3 separate regions of the Mus musculus genome follow, and regions 2 and 3 are each linked to region 1. The links are chromatin contacts, called in public promoter capture Hi-C maps. All regions are on one chromosome and are shown on one strand. Each heading gives the region's core, a stretch centred on a gene start, on an enhancer-like site or on the middle of the called end of the contact. The rest is flanking DNA. Distances are from core to core; before and after follow the strand shown.

Region 1 (3,178 bases), core at 380-2,879:
CTTCCTTAGCAGTCGGTCTCGGGCGGGGGGTGGGGGTGGGGGTGGGGAGTACAGAGACAGAAGACACAGTGATTCCTACTAGAGGCGCGAAGACTAACAGTAAACGCCGGCAACGATTAAGATGGAAAGCGTGTCTAGGACCCTGACGCTGGGGATTTTGATAGTGGCTCCTAGGGCTGAAAGCTCACAGTTCCTCATTTAGACCTGGACAGCTCCCACTCTACATCGGGCAACGATCACCGCCCCCAGTTACAGCTAGGGACCTCCCCTAGAGTGTCTCCATTCCTCCACCAGGCAAGCCCTCCTCGCGCCTTTTCCAAAACATCCTGCAATTCTCGCTTCACTTCTGCTCCCAGGCCAACAGTTAACGCGTCCTCCAACCAAGGGATTGCCTAGCACCACCATCGGAATCTGCCTGCCCTCGTTCTTTCCTGGCTTAAAAGCCGCGGGCTTTTCCTTTTCTAGCTTGCCGTTGGGATTCTCGCGACAATCCCGAAACCTCGCGTGAAATTCGCTTCCCGTCTCCTCGGAGTTTGGGATTGCCTGTGTACAGCTCTCTTCTACCTTGTCGGAACCCCTCTGATCAGAGGCAGCGTCTCTGCTGACTGAACGCTCCTTTGAGGAGGGCTCGGCCAAAGTCAGAACTGCGCGGTGACTGCAGTGCTTCTTCCTCGCAGGGTAGAGCGGAGCCGCCGCAGGCCGCGGACGCACGCGCAGTCAGAACCTCTGACGCCTTCTGGGCGGGGCCTATATAAGCCCCACCCTTCCCTTGCCTAAAAGCCCGGTTTCCTTCTGCTCCTCCTCCTCCTAGGAGCTTGGATTGCGGTTTTTGGAAGCTGTTTGGGGGCCGGCGGGGGCGGGGCCTGCCATTCTCGGGGTGGTGGGCGGGCCTCCGGGGATGCTTTGCTTCCTGCCCCTAACCCAAAAGTGCCACCGTGGCGTTGGCGGAGGTCTCCAGACTGAACACTTTTGGCCCCGACATGCTCGAATTTTGCAACCTGTAATCCGGAGCCCAGAGACGCCCTATGGGGAGTCACCCGCCGGCCTTGCTGCGGCCGCTAGTCAGTTCCGACCTCTAATCACCAGGCTCCTCCGCGGGTTCAAGCACCTGCCCTATATTGGGAGGGAGGTAGCCAGATGTGGATGGCAGCTGGAAAAGCTTATAGTCTAGTCTGCGCCCCAGTGGAGAGACTGGGTGAACACAGCTGCAAACCGTGCCCAGAGGAAGCTGGCCCCGAGCCTGGCCTCCAGAAACGCCCATAGTGTTGAAGTCAATTTTACATTGAGTAAAATTTCTTAGCCTTTCCTTCTTTCTATATTGTAGCTGTTTGCCGCTCTCCAGACCTAAATCAGATGAGACAGGACCTGAGGCTCAGCCAACAGTTTGAGCTCCTCGGCCATTCCACCCCTATTCTCTTCTCATAGCCTTTGCTTTCCCAGTGGCGGCGTCTGGTTACGCGGCTCTGTACACTCATTGTGACTTTGGGCTAGGGTCGAAGTGAAAGGCCCAGGAGGGTCCTTGTGAGACTGGATAAAATTATCGGCCTCGGGGCCAGGGAAGAAGGCGGGTATTCGACATCTGGGGGCGGGGAGAAGAGGCGGAGGAGTTTCTCTTTGAATCTTAAGTCTGTGGGCTGCCAGCGATCCCCTGACAGAAGCAGGGGTGGCCTGCGGGTCTGGCTGGCCGTGCATGCGACTCTTCGTTCCCTACCGTTTTTTTTTTTTTTTTTTTTTTAGGTTGGAAATCCCAGCTGTTAAGGGCCTAGTCCAAGGCACTAGGTGAGTCGCTGGTATGTCCCCAGCACCATCACCCCAACCTGAAGTTTTTACATCAAGTGTAGTTTTATCTATCTCTGGGGCAAAGATGCATCAGAGTTGGGTGGTTTCTGGAGGTGATGCTGGTGTGTGTGTGCGCGCGCGCGTGCATATATGTATGCATGTGTGTGTGTGTATACGCGTATGTCTGTGTATGGGTGTGTGCATCCCTGCATGGGTGTTAGTGATCATTCCCCGATACACTCTCTCTTTATTCCCTAGTCCCCAAGACCAGCTTAATCAATTACCAACTGGCATAAACCCCTGGGAATCACCAGGCTTCTTTGTTAGGGCTTCTAGTTGGCTACAGGGTAGCAGAGGATAGAATCAAGCTTTTATACAGCCTTGACTTTATCTCTGACCTCCAGACCTGGCTTCCCTCTCCTGGCAGGGTGCCACCTACGCGCCGATGCCCCGAGTGTTCACAGGGCTTCCAGCTAACTATGCTGCACCTACCTTGGCGCTGTCCTTGCTACTACCATTATTGCTGGTGGTGTGGACCCAGCTACCCGTTAGCGCGAGGCCGTCCACAGGCCCCGATTACCTGCGGCGAGGCTGGCTGCGGCTGCTAGCCGAGGGCGAGGGTTGTGCTCCCTGCCGGCCAGAAGAGTGCGCTGCGCCGCGGGGATGCCTAGCAGGCCGGGTGCGGGATGCGTGCGGCTGCTGCTGGGAATGCGCAAACCTGGAGGGCCAGCTCTGCGATCTGGACCCCAGCGCTAACTTCTACGGGCGCTGCGGCGAGCAGCTCGAGTGCAGGCTGGACGCGGGCGGTGACCTGAGTCGAGGAGAGGTGCCGGAGCCGCTGTGTGTCTGCCGCTCGCAGCGCCCGCTCTGTGGTTCGGACGGCCGAACCTACGCGCAGATCTGTCGCCTGCAGGAGGCCGCCCGCGCTCGGCTGGACGCTAACCTCACTGTGGTGCATCCGGGGCCCTGCGAATCGGGTACGCAAGTCCAGGGCTTTTAGTACCAGGAACCCTGGCTCCCCAAAGGCACTACTCCCGGATCCCCGACAGCGTTGCTCTGTGGTCAGCAGAATGAATAGTTGAGGGAGACCATGAGCCTCAAAGGCTGCCAACTAAAAAGCAGGTTGAGATTTGTTGCCAGGTTTGAGGTGCCTAAGAGCTCTATCCAGGCAGGTCCTTGCAGGGACTGGCCTCCGAAGGAACAGGCACATAGCCAATAGCTGGGTCTGAACTGAAAGGACCCCCCTTCACCCAAAACTTTGCGTAGACTGCTGGAGCCCTGTGAGATGCATCCTGTTAACCCTGGCTCCCGCCTATCAGTTTTCTCACGCATTTAGGAATTAGAGAAGGGAAGATAGCTTCTTGCCTCTCTTGTCCCTCATCCTTTGGGTTGGGGTTGG
Region 2 (3,178 bases), core at 185-2,684, 1.1 Mb before region 1:
TATAAAGATTACTATCACGCGCCAGCCCAAACCATACACAATGTGATAAAAGTTAGCTTAAAAGTTAGCACAGTTTGAGTCAAAATGTTCTTGGCTTGTTGGAAAAACTACCTGTGACAACATGCAAGTCACTCCCATGCCAGACTTAGCACTTCCCCACTACACACCAAGATCTCTGTCTAGACAAGCCATTGGGTGACATTAACACAGAAACATGAATGACACACACACACACACAACAGGTTTCACTCATTTCAACCCAATATTATGTGAGTGGGGGAGCGGGGAGCGACAGTGAAGTTGAACATCTGCTACATAATTTGTAAAATTAACTTTGTTTTCCTAGGACTTTGTTGTCACCAGGAGGGATCGGCTTCAAATACAAATGAAAGACTTTAGCGGTGGAAGGGCCTGAGAGATCACGAGATTCAGTAGTTTAGGGGGAATGAGGCCCGATGGATACACTAACTTGAACACTACACCTCGACTATGCTTTTCCTACGACTGTTTTATAAATGCAGCCCTAACTGAGAAATCAGGTCTGCTTGCTGCAAAAATCGCCTGTTGATTAGTCAGCTCTATCAGCGGCATGTAACTCGACTAAGCACAGTGGAGTCCAAACTATGCTCCTACCAGAGAATCGGTGTCATCACTAGCTTGTCACCATTATTAATTAGGAAGTTCCACAAGGTGCTCCCAAGACTATAAAAGAAACACTGTCAGACAGGTTACAGAATTTGCCAGCCATAATCCCACATGCGACCTTGCTTTTCAAGTTGGTTTTTCAACACGACCCTGTGCCCTAAAAACACCCTTCGCAGCTCTTAATACACACCACATGCTGTCCTGTCCGGTCACCCCAACACCCCTTTATTCGAGTGACAACCATCCTCCTCTGACACAAGCATGCAATCGTCCTGGGTACCTAAAAACTCCAGTAAGCCAAAACTGCATCTCCAGCTAAATATAAATAGTCCCGGGTTATTTGGGAAACCATCGCTGCCTGGCTGTCACGAAATCCCGGCCTCTCATGCCCACCAGCTGCAGCAGTGACCAGGAGCAGGACTGGGGCTCAGTTCTTCAACTCAAAGCCAAGAGGCAGGGCGGCGCAGTGACAGCGCCCCGGCTGGACACCTCGCCCCCCGGTCCGCGCCCCGGGACGGTCCCTAGGGCTGCTGCCCCCCCCCCCCTGCACCCCCTCGGCCGTGAGTGAAGACAGCGAGGGCCTCGCGTCTCGCGGAGCGCAGCTCAGCGCGACCGAGAGCTGCGCCGCAAGCCCCGCGCGCCCCGCAGGCGACCGTCCCCGCTACCCCACCACCCCGCCACCCCACGGACGCCCGGCCCCGCACCGACCTGCTCTCTGCCGCTCGGCGTTCCCTCCGCGCACAGCCACTGGTGGCCCGGCCGGGCCGCGGTCACCTCCCCTCAGCGGCGGCGGGCGGGCGGGCCGATCCGGGTGACTCCGCGCCGCCCCGCCTCCCTTAGCGCCGCTTCCGTCCGGTGGCCCCCGGCTCCGTTTCCCGCGCTCGCGCCCCCTGGCGGCCGCCTAGCCCGTCGCTCCGCCACGTCAGGGCTCGGGCTCCCAGGGCCTTTCAGGGAAACTGAGGCACGGACTGCGTGGGGGCGTTTAGCGACACACCTCGCTCAGGCTAGGATCCAGATCCCCACGCACTCGCGCTACCGCCAACCTAGAGAACTCAAATTCTCCGCTGCGCGAATTCTCTTACTCCGAGGCGGAGGCTAGCCTTGAACCTTCCATCGTCCTTCACTCCTCCAAGTGCTGGATTACAGGGGAACACCATCAGGTTACTGCCCACTCCTCATCGATTTTTTTTTCTTTTCTCCCGAGCAAAGTCTCACAGGACAATTTTGAGAATTTAAAAGCAAGGAATCACAGAATACTAGAACCAAACGTCCCGGTTTCTGAAAAGTCCCGGAAGACTTCTGACTGTTAAAGATCGCAAGTGCGTGGAGGAGCTGGTGCAAGCGCGGGGACCGACCTAGCAGATTTGAGGAATGCAGGAATCATATATCACTATGCACACACAGCAGAGATAAGGCTTTATTTTAAAATCTCATCAGCTAGATTGTTTCTTGACTCTTCAAAAATCGTAGTAAACTAGACATAGCATAAAGTGTATCGTTTGAACCATTGTCAAGTGTGCGTGCAGTCCATCAGAGTAGGTAAATTCACATTGCTACGCATCCATCATCTTGTCCGGCACCGGGACCCCAACTTCCCAAACTGAAACTGCTCTTATCGTACAGGGACTCCACTCCCAGCGATTCCTAGTCTCTCGTGTCCTTAAGAATTCGTCTACTCTGAAGACCCTCATACATGCAATCTACAATACTTGGCCTTTTGGTGCCTGCCTTATTTTGGTTAGAATAATGCCCTAAGTTTCATCTGTGCTGTTCTATGTGTCGGAATTTCCTTCCTTTTTACTGCTAAATATACTGCGTTGTGTTTAGGCGTTTGTCCTTCACTGGGCATTCGGCGGAGTTTCCCCTTTGGCTACTGTGGCTAAGGCTAGGACCCAAATCGTACACGTATCTGCTGGACCCATTGCTTCCAGTTCTTTGGAGGCTGTACCTAGGGGTGAAACTGCTGCTCACATACATTATTCTCCTCCTTTGCTGTCTGAACACTGAAGGAAGGCATTTTTGTGGTAAAACATAAATATTCCAGATTTTTGTTTTTGAAAGAAATTGATCAAATGCTTCAGCGGCCTGTCAAACAGTAAGCTTTTCTCCCCCTTTCAAGTAAAATGACAATCTACTACCTAGATAATGGTATTATTATCTTTCTTTCTTACTTACTTTCTCTTTTGAGACAGAGTCTCCTCTCTCTTATGTGGCTTTGACTGTCCTAAACCTTGCTGTGTAGACCAGGCTGGTCTCAAACCCCCAGCGATCCATTTGCCTCTGCCTCCACCTCCAGGTGCTGGGGGAAAGGTGAGCACTGCCACACCCTGGCGCTAATGCTTGTTATTATTAACTAACCACAATTCTGTTTTCTGTGTGCATACTTTTCTATTGTGGTTTGGACCCAAGGAGTCCTTATGAAAGCCAGATGAACTGGAAGCAAAGATTTCATTTTGAAACTAAAACAACATTGGAACCGCTTAGCATAACTCAGCTCTATCTATTTTTTAAATATTTATTTATTTTTTTATCT
Region 3 (3,178 bases), core at 301-2,800, 1.1 Mb before region 1:
TGATTTTGGCCTCTCCTGGGCAAGTTGGGACTAGGTGGGTTTAGACAGTGGCAACTTTAGCATGGGAGCTTCCGTGCATTGATTTAAGGCGGAGTATAATGGGAAATGGAGTGGAGTTGGGATACGGGAGGGAAAGAGATTTGCTGTTGACCCTCTGAAATAAGTCATGTGACTTAACTGAGATGTCACCATTGTAAACAAAACAACAAGAGTGTCAGTGTTCATCGAAATGTAAACAGCTAACGAAAACAAGGGACTAGCACACTACACAACCAAGAATGGTGCCGTCAAGCTGTGTTGACGACACAGATGAAGAACTGAGAAAAGCGGGGGACATTTTCCCATTTTGTATTTGAGATGTAGGATTGCATCATGTGTCTGAGAAGAGAGATGCCAGTCTATGTAAATACTAGGTATCAGTGAGTGCTGGGGTCCCTCTTCGTTTTCTTAGTTTTGCCTCTTCTGGTTTCTAGTTTGTTTGTTTGTTTGTTTCAGCTGGTGAGTTGCTTTTGGCTTTTTTTGTTTGTTTGTTTTCTTTTTTAAATGTTTCCAGGCTGGTCATGAACTAATTTTTGAAGCAAACACAGATTGCTTTGATAACAGAAGCAGACTAACAATAAAGCAGCAAGCTAATATCCCAACCCCCAAAATCTCTCTAGCACATCATGCTGGATCAATATGGTTCCTGGAAAGGACGCACCTGATCTCCCAGGAGAACTAGGAGGACAACCATTTCTGCCCTGATCCCAAGTCTTTGGGTCTTGGTAGAGGGAGTGAGAGAAAAAGATGGGGGGGGGGCGGGGGGGGGAGGAGGAGAGGGGGCCGGGAACAGGAGGAAGACGGGCTTTACCCATGGAGTTCTGAGCAAACAGAACTCAGAAAAGAGGAATGTGTTGGAGCCTGAACTGGGGTCGCAGCTCCCCGGGGCCTAGGGGAGCTTGAGAACCAAGTGGGGCCACCTGCCTTCTTCTTGGGTGGAGGAAGAGGTAAATACATTGTACATGGAGTTCTCCACTGGGGCAGTGAACACTCTATCTGGATTTGTAGAGGAAGGGAGTTCTTTGCCCAACACGCCCCCAAAACACTCAAGACTTACAGGGTTCATGGATCCCAGGGTAGTCGCTAAACTCCAGCACGTAGAGGTACCTCCCCTTCACACTGCGCCCGATGTTGTAGAGCCGCGTGATGTCCGGGCATTGGTTGTGCACCTTGTACAGCGTCCGCACGAGGTCGTCGTAGCGGTGGTGACGAAAGGTCACCGGGGTAACAAACTTGGAGAGGAGGAGGAGGGGCAGGAAGGCTGAGGGCAGGTCTGGCATCTCGCGGAGCTTCTAAGGGGCTCTGAAATGTGCCCTCCCGCTCTCTAAGCAATCCTTTGCCAGTCTGGATCCAGAGCACAGAGTAACCAGCCTTGCACTCGCCGCACCTGCAGGAGACTGGGGACCCGCCTCTGCTATGCTGGGAATTATTCCTGTGGCCCCAGGATAGCCACAATACCCTCCGGGCTCATTTCTCTTCCTCCTCCTAAATCTGGAAGCCCTTTTGGAAGGATTCGGCGCATCCCCACTTTGAGAGGCTCATTGATTCTGGCTTACTGATTAACTGGACGGTAAACAGGCCTCAAGAAACAGCTGCTTCTAACCCTTTGATTCCCAGGGGCTTTTAAGAGAGTTGGCATGTGCTAGTTACAACTTACAAAGGATCTGCCCCGCTCCCTTTAACCCGTCCCCACCTCGTTCTGAAGCACGACTCTGTCTTGTCTTCCTGGCTCAAAGATCTTAATGGTAAAGCAAACAAATTGAGGAAATGAGGCACCTGCTCGGAGCAAACAATTAGAAATCTCATAGTTGATAATGTATCTGTCAATGATAAATACTTTGTAACAAATGGTAGGAAGATGATCCTATTTCAGCACCGGCATAAGAAAATGGGTTTCTGAGTAGCACTCCGCTAGCTCAGGAAATTAGAATGAGATTCTGCAGTTGTGACTGTAGAAATGTTTTAGTTTCTGCAGAGCAGAGCCTACAGAGCAGGAGAAAATGCCTGCCAGGTATGGATCCAATAGAGAATTAGTACCCAGAATTTAAAGAGCTCGAAAAATTAAATCCCAGGTGGAATGCACTGGCACCCAATTATAATTCTAGCACAAAGAGGCTGGAGGATTGTTGTAAGTTTGAAGCCAGCCTGGTCTTCCAGGCCAGCCAGGGCTAACTGATTATACCTTGTCTCAAAACACAAACAAACAAACAAACAAACAAACAAACAAAACTAAATAGGAGCTAGAGAGACGGTTTCGCAGTTTAAAAGCAAAGGCTGCTTTCCAGAGGACCCAGTTCTACACTCACATGGCAGCTTCACAACTGCCTGTAACTCCAGTTCCAGGGGACCTGACAGCCCCCTCTGGCCTCCACAGGCACCAATCACACACACGATAAACAGGCAAGCATGGGCCCAAAATACCTGTACCCATTGCATTTAAACAACAGCAACAGCAAAACAAAGCAAAAGATCAAACAATCCAACCAACGAGTAAAGGAGCCGAATCGCTGCCTTTTAAATCCAGATGGATAACATCTTTAATAGTCAGGAAAATACAAATGAAAACAAGATTGGAAGTCAGTCTCACACCAGCCAGAATGACTAACGTCAGCAAATGCTGGTGATGACACAGAGAAATGTAAATTAATCCCCAGCCTTTATGGACGCAAGGACGTGTTGTTGCTGTTTTAATTAAAAATAGGACTGCCATATGACCCAGATATCACACTCTTAGATGTATTCCCAAAGAGTTTCAGCACAGCTCAGTGAAACCTTTATATCTAAGTTTGTGGCTCTGTTCACCATAGGCATGTCCTGGAGTTAGCCTAGGCTCTCAGCAATGGGTGGGTGGATAAAATGTGATATACATACACACAGTGGAATATTATTCAGTCATAAAGAATAAAACATTGTTGCTTTTAAGAAAGGAATGGAACTGGAAAGGATGCAATGCTTAAGTGAGAAAGTCATATATATAATATACATATATATGTATATCTATATATACACACACAAACACATACACTAGAAACTAGCTGGAGTTGAGAGATAGGTGAGTGTGGCCAGTGGGCAGTTAAATACAATATGGTATGTATGAAAGTTTCATACAGCTCCCCCATTGCTTCATACAATAATTACA

What was found. Promoter capture Hi-C pulls out the DNA fragments that hold promoters and counts their contacts.
Region 2: a contact with region 1 is called in a promoter capture Hi-C map of liver, with 2.4 times the contacts expected there. The contact joins the promoter of Dnmbp here to the promoter of Kazald1 in region 1. A contact is called at or near these places in 2 of 39 promoter capture datasets (hippocampal neurons and liver) and 1 of 115 datasets of contacts at active chromatin or transcription factors (pancreatic cancer cells).
Region 3: a contact with region 1 is called in a promoter capture Hi-C map of liver, with 4 times the contacts expected there. The contact joins the promoter of Cpn1 here to the promoter of Kazald1 in region 1. A contact is called at or near these places in 2 of 39 promoter capture datasets (hippocampal neurons and liver).

The regions. Positions count from the first base shown.
Region 1 is chr19:45,074,458-45,077,635 of GRCm38.p6, forward strand. Kazald1 (Kazal-type serine peptidase inhibitor domain 1) reads left to right here and starts at 1,630. Exons shown (of 5, transcript NM_178929.5): 1 at 1,630-1,779; 2 at 2,207-2,756. The coding sequence starts at 2,225. It overlaps Gm35782 (a long non-coding RNA gene), which reads right to left and starts at 652. Exons shown (of 4, transcript XR_877888.1): 1 at 565-652.
Region 2 is chr19:43,938,764-43,941,941 of GRCm38.p6, forward strand. Dnmbp (dynamin binding protein) reads right to left here and starts at 1,435. Exons shown (of 16, transcript NM_028029.4): 1 at 1,354-1,435.
Region 3 is chr19:43,984,970-43,988,147 of GRCm38.p6, forward strand. Cpn1 (carboxypeptidase N, polypeptide 1) reads right to left here and starts at 1,551. Exons shown (of 9, transcript NM_030703.2): 1 at 1,097-1,551. The coding sequence starts at 1,319.